2 separate regions of the Sus scrofa genome follow, and region 2 is linked to region 1. The links are chromatin contacts, called in public HiChIP or PLAC-seq maps. All regions are on one chromosome and are shown on one strand. The core of a region is the stretch at or near the end of the contact, and the rest is flanking DNA. Distances in the headings are between cores, read along the strand shown. Region 1 holds the start of TRIM35 (tripartite motif-containing protein 35). Region 2 holds the start of CLU (clusterin).

The links. HiChIP or PLAC-seq counts read pairs in DNA pulled down with a chosen protein or histone mark.
Region 2: a contact with region 1 is called in an H3K27ac HiChIP or PLAC-seq map of skeletal muscle, with 4 times the contacts expected there. The contact joins the promoter of CLU here to the promoter of TRIM35 in region 1.

Annotation. Positions count from the first base shown.
Region 1 is chr14:11,049,729-11,054,920 of Sscrofa11.1, forward strand. TRIM35 (tripartite motif-containing protein 35) reads right to left here and starts at 2,175. Exons shown (of 7, transcript XM_001928380.5): 1 at 1,611-2,175. The coding sequence starts at 2,045.
Region 2 is chr14:11,345,448-11,350,739 of Sscrofa11.1, forward strand. CLU (clusterin) reads right to left here and starts at 3,545. Exons shown (of 8, transcript NM_213971.1): 1 at 3,434-3,545; 2 at 1,753-1,901. The coding sequence starts at 3,530.

The DNA.
Region 1 (5,192 bases), core at 925-3,424:
TTGGCCTTGACCCCTACCCCTCTTCCTGATCTAAACCTCTGCCAGCCCCATAGTGCTTTGTCATGACTTGATCCATGGTGACCCCTACCTTGACCCCAGCCCCCAGAATGCCCAGCACTTACTTCAGCTGTCCCAAATCAGGACCTGGCGCTCCTGCCAGGGGAAATGAGAAAAAGCATTGCTGAGGACCACTGTTAAACAAATAAGGGGACAGCAGTTATAGGCTTATCCTACTGCTGAGCTACTGTGGTGTTCAAAGGAGCATGGTGCTGACCTTCCCCTCCACTTGAACTCTGTCAAAATATATATCAACTGTCAACTTTGGACATTTCTTAAGAAAGACATGAAAACAGAGTAAAACAGTGGCTGGAGACCAGGCACTCAGAGTCCTTGCAGTGCCCCCTTTGGAATATACTCACCTTCTTACCAGCTAACCAGTGTTCTCCAAACTATGGGTCTAGCCTATGTATTAGCAGGTGATGAAATAAATTAGTGTTTCACACTCTGTGCAGGTTTTATTTATTTATTTATTTATTTAGGGCCACATCCGCAGCATCTGGAGATTCCTAGGCTAGGGGTCCAATTGGAGCTGTAGCCGCCAGTCTAAGCCACAACCACAGCAACACAGATCAGAGCAGTGCCTGCAACCTGCACCACAGTTCACAGTAACGCTGGATCCTTAACCCACTGAGCGAGGCCAGGGATCAAACCCAAGTCCTCATAGATGCTAGTAGGGTTCCTTAACCGCTGAGCCACAACAGGAACTCCCATGCGCAATTTTTAAAATAAAACGACACCAAGTGTCTAAGCACAACAGACATTTTCACAGAACTTTTGTTACAACTGATACAGAGCATCATACATTCACATGGCTGTTCTGGGTCATAACGGAAAAAATATTTGCTATGGGCCAGCTAAGGTCAAAAGATCTGAAAACTGAGCTAGCGAATCCTTATTTCCTGATCACTTTTCCTTCATGTTACTCTTGCCCTGTTAAGTGCTTCTTTATTTATAGCCACTTAAACTCTACTCATCAGAGATGCCTAGAGTGATTCAGAACAGTCCAGCTGGCCTGGGCCCAGAGGCCTCCCCACAGCTACACAACACATGGGGCCACCTCGAGAAGGAGGTGACCGATGTGGGGAGATCTAAAGACTCCACATCCCTGGCCAGGTCTTGTGGTCCTGTGCCTTTACCCAGACTGTGCCAAGTTTCAGGGTTGCTGGGCTTACCCACACCTATGCTTCTTCAGGGGCGTGGGCTACACCCAGCGGGTAGAAAGGGGGCAGCGTGGTCCCAGCCCTTCAGAGGTGGGCGGGGCTGTCTTGAGAGCTTCCTATTGTAACCCCAATTCTCACATTTCCTGTTGACATTCTCTCCCCTCCCCTCTTAGGTACCCAAGAGCGGGCCTTAATGAAGAAGGCAGCCTCTGTAGGTTATCAGCGTCAGGGAGTGGGGGTCCCGAGAAGGCACCAGCAAGCTAGCAGTAAGAGGGGCAGGACCGAGCACACACCGCTCTGGCAGGCGGGAGTGCAAGGGTAGCAGAGTCAGGGTGCTGGGTTCCAGTCCACGTGCGCCCTCAGCCACCTCCCTCACGCGACCTCGCTTACCCGGAAGTCGTGGGCAGTGTCCTTCACCGGCTGCACCCGATGTCCCTGGTGCCGGGGATCGGCCTGGCACGAGCAGCAGAGCAACTCCTTGTCGTCGAGGCAGAAGAGGCTGAACTGGCCGCGGTGCAGGCGGCAGAGGCGCGGGGAGCGGTGGCCGGTCCAACGCGCGCCCTCGGCCTCCTCGCGCAGCAGCTTCTCCACCAGGTTGTTGAGGGTGTGGTTGGGGCGCAGGTCGGAGGGAGCCGCGCGGTCCTTGCACACCGGGCAAGTGGGCGCCACCTGCACCTCCCAGCAGCGGGTCACACACCCGCGGCAGAAGTTATGGCCGCAGCGCAGAGTCACGGCGTCGCGAAACGGGTCGTAGCAGACGGCGCAGAGGAGCTCCTCCTTGAAGGAACGGGAAGGCCCGGGGGACGCGGCCGGGCCCGGCTCCATTGCCGGGTCTGCGGGCTCCAACGCCGGCAACTTTCACTCACGCCCCTCCCACCTGCCTCGCGGCTCCCGGGACCTTGCGGAGAGGGGCACACAGCCCCTTCCGCTCGGGAGCACTGAGCGACAGCAGCGCCAACCAATAGCGCACAGGGCGTAGTCGGGAGACTCCGCCCAGTTCCGGTCGGCGCGGGGCGGGAGGAATCCCGGAAGAGCGGGGCGGGGCCTGTATGCTCCGCAGTTCCCGCCATTCCCTTGTTGGCCCGCTAGTTTTAGCTGGGAAGTAAGTCCCCTTCCAGTCTGTGGGGTTCCGAGTCACTGAAACCTACTTCCGATTTCAAATGGGAAATGAAGTCTAGGAGTCTCTTCGTTAACCAATCCCCGGAAATCTCAGGCATGTGAGGTGGAAGGAGCCAGAGGTCCTTATTTCTGGTTCCGAAGTGGAGTCTACCTTACCTGGTCGTTAGCGTGTCCACTACTTGCAGTGCTATTTCAAAGATCTTTGCCCACTCTTGCATTAGTTGTTTACTTATTTTGGCCAGTTTTGTGCTTGCCCCCTGGGGTAAGGCAGAACCGAGTGAGAGAAAGGGGCCCTGGAAGACCTCTGAGAAGACCCCATTCTTATCCCGTGGTTGAATAAGTGGGCAAGTCACAGTCTTTCCAACCTATGTCCTCGAGAGTGAAACGGAGATCAAGGACGTCTGCAAAGTTATCTATGGGAATTAGCATCCAGGCTGAATTCTTCATGCCAGTTACAGCAGGCATGAGGCTCTCCAACTCCCCGTTCCTGCCACAGGTTGACGTAGGATTCTTTTCCCCTGACACACTTTCATTTCCGGTTTGCGTTGGAAGACAAAGTCCACATGGCTCAAGTTCCTGTATGGGAGCAGAGACTGCATTTATAAGACTTATTTTTCAAGGATGTTCCTATGATAAACAGCTTGGGAAGACAGAAATAATGTCTCCTTCCAGGCAAAGATCTGGCAATCTGACTCCTCATTATAAAAGATTCATTCAGGTTCCCTAAGCTTCCTCCTGTGGCCCACAGGTTCCCAAAAGGCTTGTGGGAATTAAGGGTCAAGAAACTGGCTCAAGTGACTATAATCTGACTACCATCCTTTGTCTCTGACCCAGAATTCCTGTTGGATTAAACTATCCTTTGTCTCTGACCCAGAATTCTTATCTACCAGCATTCCTAAGACTGTGGCATGCTGACTTGGAATACTGAGAGAAAAAAAAAAAATGTAAAACATAAAAGTTGAGAATTATGTTTTGTTTCTTGGACAAAACTGAGGACTTAAGCCCAGGACACAGTATGTCACTCTGAAAGACTGCTCCAAAGAGGTAAGAGAGGGGCCAGGACATACTGGAGTTCTTGCAACAAAGACCAGGTTGTTGGAATTTCAAAAGATTACTGTTAATTAAAAAAAAAAAAAAAAAAAAAAACAGACATCTCAAGTTAAGGAATTTTACACTTTTCTGTGTATGGGAAATTCCAAGAGTCTGGGCTCGCTGAAATCCTTTGATAATGCACCTCAGCAGTCTGGGGCCAGTATCCTGTGGTTTTTCATCCTGAGTTTCCTCAGGCCCTGTCTGAAGCTGGCTGTAGCCGTTGACTGCTAGATGGCATCCTCTTTTGATCCTGAGTTCCTTCAGGGCTCATCATCAGGTCAGCATTGATGTGATGGCTTGATAGCTGCAACATCTCTTGTTTACTGATATGGCACACAACATTTTTTTCATTATGCATGTTAACATGCAAGTAGGCCAAAATCTCGGGCCCTTGATAGTCCTAGACAATTTCCTTCCAAACTTTTAGTCAGAATAGCCCTTTTCCCACAATACCACGGAGATGGATGCCACCAATTCTTACTGCTTTCTGCAGTGTTTCTTATGCATGGTCAGTGATCCTCCTGCAATAACCTGGGCTTTCTAAAAGCACAGATTCTTGAACGTACTTTTATCTACTTGCCTCTTTGGGGAGGGGGCAGGAACCTACATTTTGCACATGCCCTCCAGATGATTCTCAGGTACACTAAAGTTTGAGACCAATTGCTCTAGATCTACTCATCTAGTTGGTCTCCAGCTATGCTTATTGGTTCAAAAATTAACCTTAGAGGCAATATCTGGAAAGGCCACAAGATGGGGCTAATAACCCCACATTCTAGGCACTCCTCTGGAGTATCTAGTTTCTCCTAGTCTTATTTTCTTTAACTCTTTTATCTGTATGTCCCAGTTGCTCTGTGAATATGTTTTGCTATCTGTTTCATGCCATTCATATGATTTTCTTTGTTCGTTTTGTTGTTTTTTTCCTAGGACTCTTGAGTAGGACCACCAAACAAAACAAGAGTAAAGAGTTGACGTTCCCGTCGTGGCACAGTGGAAACGAATCCAACCAGGAACCATGAGGTTGTAGGTTCGATTCCGGGCCTTGCTCAGCGGGTTAAGAATCCAGCGTTGCCATGAGTGTAGGTCGCAGACATGGCTTAGATCTGGTGTTGCTGTGGCTCTGGCGTGGGCCAGCAGCAACAGCTCCAATTAGACCCCTAGCCTGGGAACCTACATAGGCCGTGGGTGTGGCCCTCAAAAGACAAAAAAAAAAAAAAAAAAAACACCCAAATGTATTGCTTTTTTTTTTCTTTAAGAAGAATACAAAGGTTACCGTCAAACCAATAAGGTCCTCCAGTCTTTCTGGAAATCCGGAAAAGACTTGGTCCTATTCCAAGCCACACCGGGGCCAGGGGCAGCCTGGGGCATGACCTAGGGCATGTTATTTTACTTTTCTTACTTCCTTTTCCTCAACCGTTAAAGGAAAGATTGGACAAATTGCTTCAAATTCTCACTAGCTCAGACACTCTGGACTTTTTTGATTCTGTGCATAATTTCAGGAAAGAGGGTGACTAAACCTTACACACAGACCAGGAAAGAGAAGTCTTGGTGATTGTAACTAATGTGTCACCAGCTTCTGTTTCTTCTTCCAGTAAGAATGGACCAACTTCAGAGGCCCTGAAATGCGGTAGAATTTCAAATTCCTCTGTATACCAGCTAAACTGTTGCGAAAGCCCACTGCTAGTTCTTCCTATTGTAACTTGCCTCACCCCATGCCCGGGCATATTTGTCAGGCATTGCTACATTTCTAACCCCGCTGCTAGT
Region 2 (5,292 bases), core at 2,295-4,794, 300 kb after region 1:
GTACCTACAAGGGGTAAATAAGGACAGCATCACCAGGGATATCTGTGATGTTTTAAATATTATAATTAGCGTTGTTCATATTAAAAATTCAGGAGTTTGAGTATAGCTGCTGTCTGAAAAGGATAGAGGACAAAAGTAGTAAGAAATAGATCAAATGTTAAGTGAATTGTCCTTAGGTTAAAGGGTTATGAAAAAAACTTTTCCTCTCCTGCTTTTCTTTCTTTCTTTCTTTTTTTTTTTTTTTTTTTTTTTTTTTGTCTTTTTGCCATTTCTTGGGCCACTCCCACGGCATATGGAGGTTCCCAGGCTAGGGGTTGAATCAGAGCTGTAGCCACCGGCCTACACCAGAGCCACAGCAACTTGGGATCTGAGCCGAATCTTCGACCTACACCACAGCTCATGGCAACACCGGATCCTTAACCCAATGAGCGAGGTCAGGGATCCAACTTGCAACCTCATGGTTACTAGTTGGATTCGTTAACCACTGCACCACAATAGGAGCTCTACTCCTGCTTTTCTAGGTGAAAATCTTGATACATGAGTAGCTTAGTTTTCAAAGAATTAAGTAGACCATCCACAGCCAAAGCAAAGCTACACTATGACTATCTGACCAGGAGGATTTTGGGGTATGTGAGATCGTTCCCTGCCCCATGTCCCTTGTCCCCGGCCCTCAGCTCTGCACACACCTCCTACTGGGCTGATTCACAGGCAGCAACTATTCTGCCCTCTTACTTTCTTTCCAGTTCACATGCTCTTCCACTAAGAAGTCATAGGGTCTTTTTTCAAATTTGATGTGCTTTGTCATGGAACATGGATGGTCAAACATTGAACCTCAAGGAGAACTGTAAAAATTCAAGAGCAAGACTGGCTGCTTCTACATGGGCTCTAAAAGGATTCTTAGCGTATCGTGAGAACGAAGACTGATGCCAAGAAAGGGCCTTAAGCTTCAAAGAAAGTGAGAGCTCTGCTACAAACAGTTGGGGAGGAAAATAATGGATTCCTGGGTCACTTCGATTGGGAAAAAAACACTTGGGTTAAATGAAGTTCCATGTGTTTCTTTACTGAAGAACCTCTCCAAGTCTTTACAATGCTTTTACTCTATGTGTTGGGGATCACAACGGTGACAGGTGGCCCCATCACAGCTTCTTTGTCATGGGGGAAGGTATGACTACGGGAGTAGGCTTTGAGGATACCCTTAAGGAGACTATTGATTTTTTAAAAAAATAAGCTGTTTATTGAATTGCAGAATTTTAGTTTTGTATGTTCACCAGGGACCTGGGTGTCTCTTTATGAAGTAGTCCAGAACTCTAGAAAGACATGGGCAGTGTGTGCCCACTGTACCCCCAAAGATACCCTGTACCCCTCCAAGACAAGCTTCCTGAAGGTGGGGTGCCATCCCCCTCCTAACCCATGTCCGTGACAGACCCTACCCAAAGCCTGCCTTGGAGTTTGGTCATAATCAAGGTCTAGCAAAATCTACTGAAGTGAATCTTGGCAGCAGGCCCTGGGCCAGGCTGGTAACAAAACCAGATCCAAGATCTCACCCCTTGAAGCTTTCAAAAGCAAATAAACCTTCCCTGTTTGTTAACCACAGCCCCAGGATCAGCTGACACCGCCTGGAAGGACTGTGGGTTGCCATGGCAACCTGGCTGACAACCTGGCAGGCCATCCAGAGGAGCGACAGCCAGTCCCTCCCCCCTGCACAGAGGGTCAGGGCGGGGGGGGGGGGGGGGGCACCTGGCTCTTCCTCACCTCTTTCTTCTTCTTGGCTTCCTCCAGGGAGCTGAGCAGTGATTTGCGCTCTTCATTTGATTGTTCTATTAGGGTCTTTATCTGTTTCACCTCCTTGAGGGCATTTTTAATTTCTTTATTAACGTACTTACTCCCCTCGGTGGACATTTCTGCAAGAAAAGCGCAAGGGAGGTAGATGGGGCGAGAGGAAGGAATGGTGCTGGGGATATAAGCCTGGAACCAGCTGGAAGGGTCGGAAAGGCCAGTGGGTCTAGGGGCTGCCAAGCCTAGGAGCCCCTGACAGGCAGCCTTCGGGCCCAGCCTCTGCCAACCCAAGTTCCATCACAGGGCTCACTGCAGACCCAGGACCGAGGAGCATCCATTACACCCCACCCTGCTCAGAAACACCAACCATCAGAGAGACACACCCCAGAGGAGAGACAACCCAGGCCACCTCCAGGGCTCTGGAGAAGCAGCCTAATTGGCTGCCGAAGAAAATTTTCAAGGGTAACTGCTTAAGCATGAAAATGTAAATATTATTACTTTGGATACAAGTCTTTCTGGACTTGAGTTTAAGCACGCATGTGTTCTTCTTTGTTCCAATGCATGGTGTCAGGAGACGGGGACAGGAAGCACTGTGGATTAACAACACCATTCCTCGAGGGGACTGTGATCAGACACAGCAGGGTGACAAATGCAATGAGACAGTGTCAATGAACTTCCGAAAATAACAGCCAATACGTTTCTGATCTTGAGCCAGGAGCTGAGCTGAACGCTTCTCTCTCTCTCTCTCTTTTTTTTTTTTTTGCGCCACACCCACAGCATATGAAAGTTCCCAGGCTAGGGGGCAAATTGGAGCTGTAGCTGCCGGCCTATGCCACAGCCACAGCAATGCCAGATCTGAGCTGTGTCTGTGGCTTACACCACATCTCATGGCAATGCCAGATCCTTAACACACAGCAAAGCCAGGGATCAAACCCTCGTCTTCATGCATACTGGTCGGATTCGTTACCACTGAGCCATGACAGGAACTCCAAAGCTGAACACTTCTTATGCATTTTATTTAACATGCCCATCTGTCCTCACCCCACAGCACCAATGAGGATAAAGAGATCAAGACACTCACCCAAGATCAGACAGCTGGGGAGGGTGGAGCCAGACACCCACCCAGAACTGATCTCAGGGTTTTTAACTACTGCCCTGCAGTGGTCAGCTGCTAGGACAGAGTGGGGAGGAGGGAATTTAGGTTTCAGGAAAGGTCTGGCAGAAGAGGGGACCACCAGCGGGGCTCTGAAGGATGTCAAGCCTCTTAGGGAATGAGAGTTCCCCTCTCCTGAATCCAGGGCACTGGTTTCCTAGGTGGAAAGGGATGGATACAGGGAACAAGTGCCCCGGCAACTCAGAAACGGCAGGCCACAGAGGCGCCAAGGGTCCAGGCTTCATGGGGTTTCATGGAGGAGGTGTGGGTGCCAGGCTCGGAGGGAAACAGACCAGTGAGGTGCAGCAGCCAGAAAGGGCTTGAGAACAACCTGAAACTGCCTTGAAATCAAGCTGACAGCAAAGCCCAGGCTGGCGAGGGAGGCCTCAGCAAGGCTGGGGCAGAGCAGGTGCGACGGGATGCACAGGAGGGAGAAAGGTGCTCTCTAACCCTGGGACCCAGGACGGGGAGGGAGCATGTGAGGAGGCGCACAGGCTCACTTACCCTGGAGCTCTTTGTCCGAGATGGCCTTGTCCCCCAGCACCCAGGGGCCATTCTCCCAGGTCAGCAGCAGCCCCACCAAGAGCAGCAGAGTCTTCATCTCGCCTGCTTCTCCAGTTCTGGAATTCTAGCACGCCTCTGTTTGTAGAGAACAAGGGACTGTCATGGTAACAGCCAGGCAGCCTGGGGGGTTTCCGCTCTAGCCTGCTGCCTGCAGAGGCTTCGGCTTCCCAGGCGCCCAGCAGAGGCCTTGCCCTCGGCTACCCCCTCAGCTGGCACCACTGCCCTTTATCTGGGGAAGTGACAAGAAAGGCTCAGACTTGCCACGGACAAGTGGAAGGAGTAGATAGAGGCAGGAACCACAGGACAGCAGCCTAATATAAGAACTCCAGAGTCACAGCCACCAGGCTCAGGTCCAAGCTGCCCTCCCCCTGTCCCCCTCCTCCTTCTCCCCCTTTTCCTCGTTCTCCTCCCTTTACCCTTAATAGCTGACTAAGCCTGAGCAAGGCACAATACTGTCTGCATCCAGGCAGGGCATCTATCTGCTGATACCTGCTCACATCAAACAAACTCTGAAAACACCTCTCTTGGGTCACTCATCTGGCCTCTCCCGTCCTCCCCCTGCCAAAGTGGGGACTGCAGTCCAGAGTGCAGACAGTCCAGGCCGCTGCTGTGTGCATCACCCATCCTGCCCCAGCAGACATCACCAATCAATCACAGCAGTTCCTCCCCCCTACCCCCTGCCCGCCTCTAAGCCTCAACACCTCCTGAAACTGCTTTTTCAGGGTCTGAGGCAGTGAGGACCTCAGACCTCTGGGTTAGCACATTCTAAGCCCACAGCAGGGTGTCTGCCAAGGTCCTCCCACCACCACTCGGCCAGCTGCCCTGAGCTCTGGACCAGCTGGTCTTACACAATGGACCCTTTCCCAGAAGCTGAAGCTGTTGCAAAACAGAACCCCCGTGCCCTGCACCTCCTCCCCAGAACCGCTAATCTGAACTCGCCCACTTCCCTGAACAGAACGGGAAGGGGGTCTCTCCTTCCTGAGATGGTGCACATCCAGAAGCTGCTCTCAGCTTGGCAGGCCCCCCTGGACCCTCGGGAGCATATTCATAAAGCAAACCTCTCCTGAGACATCATTAGCAAAGCAGCCGAGCTGTGGTTCTCAAGCAGCGTGGGAGAAGAGGGCGGGGTCACCACCTTCCCCAGAGATGGTGAGTGGGTGGTGGAGCCAGGCGCTAATTCAGGTGTCTCGGCTCTGCCCCAGCTGCTCACTGAGGCCTGAAACGCCTGGAGCAGGGACAGAGCCTTTGTCACACCAGAGAGAGAAAGCCAGCAAGAAACACCCCTGATGTTGTGTGGAGGCCCCTGATGGCAATGATTTCTGAGAAATCCATACATAAGCCTCTGATACCAGAAGACAGGGCATTGGGTCCTGAGAGGAAGGGAGGCAGGGCAGCCAAAGGCAAGAGCCCTTCATGAGGAGTCTGGAAAGCAGTGGTCAGTGTAGGATCTCCTACCAGGACTGGGACCACGGGAGCCATAGAGCTCCGAGCTGGGAAAGAAACCAGTCTCCTGTCCAATCCCTCCCCCTTGGAGGGGAAGCCAAACCCACAGACAGGATGGGGCTTCCCAAAGCCTGCAGCAAGTATGTGGCAGCCCCAGGATGAGGACCCAGCTCTCCCAATCCCCAGGCCAGTGTCCTTTCCTTAACACCAAGTCATTTAACTCTGAGTCTCAGTTTCTTCATCTGTAAAATGGACTTAATACAGACCTCAGAGATGCGAAGGGTCTAATGTGACCAGAGGAAACTGTGACTCCTTCAAAACTGGTCAACATTGGACCATTCGCGGGCATTGGCATT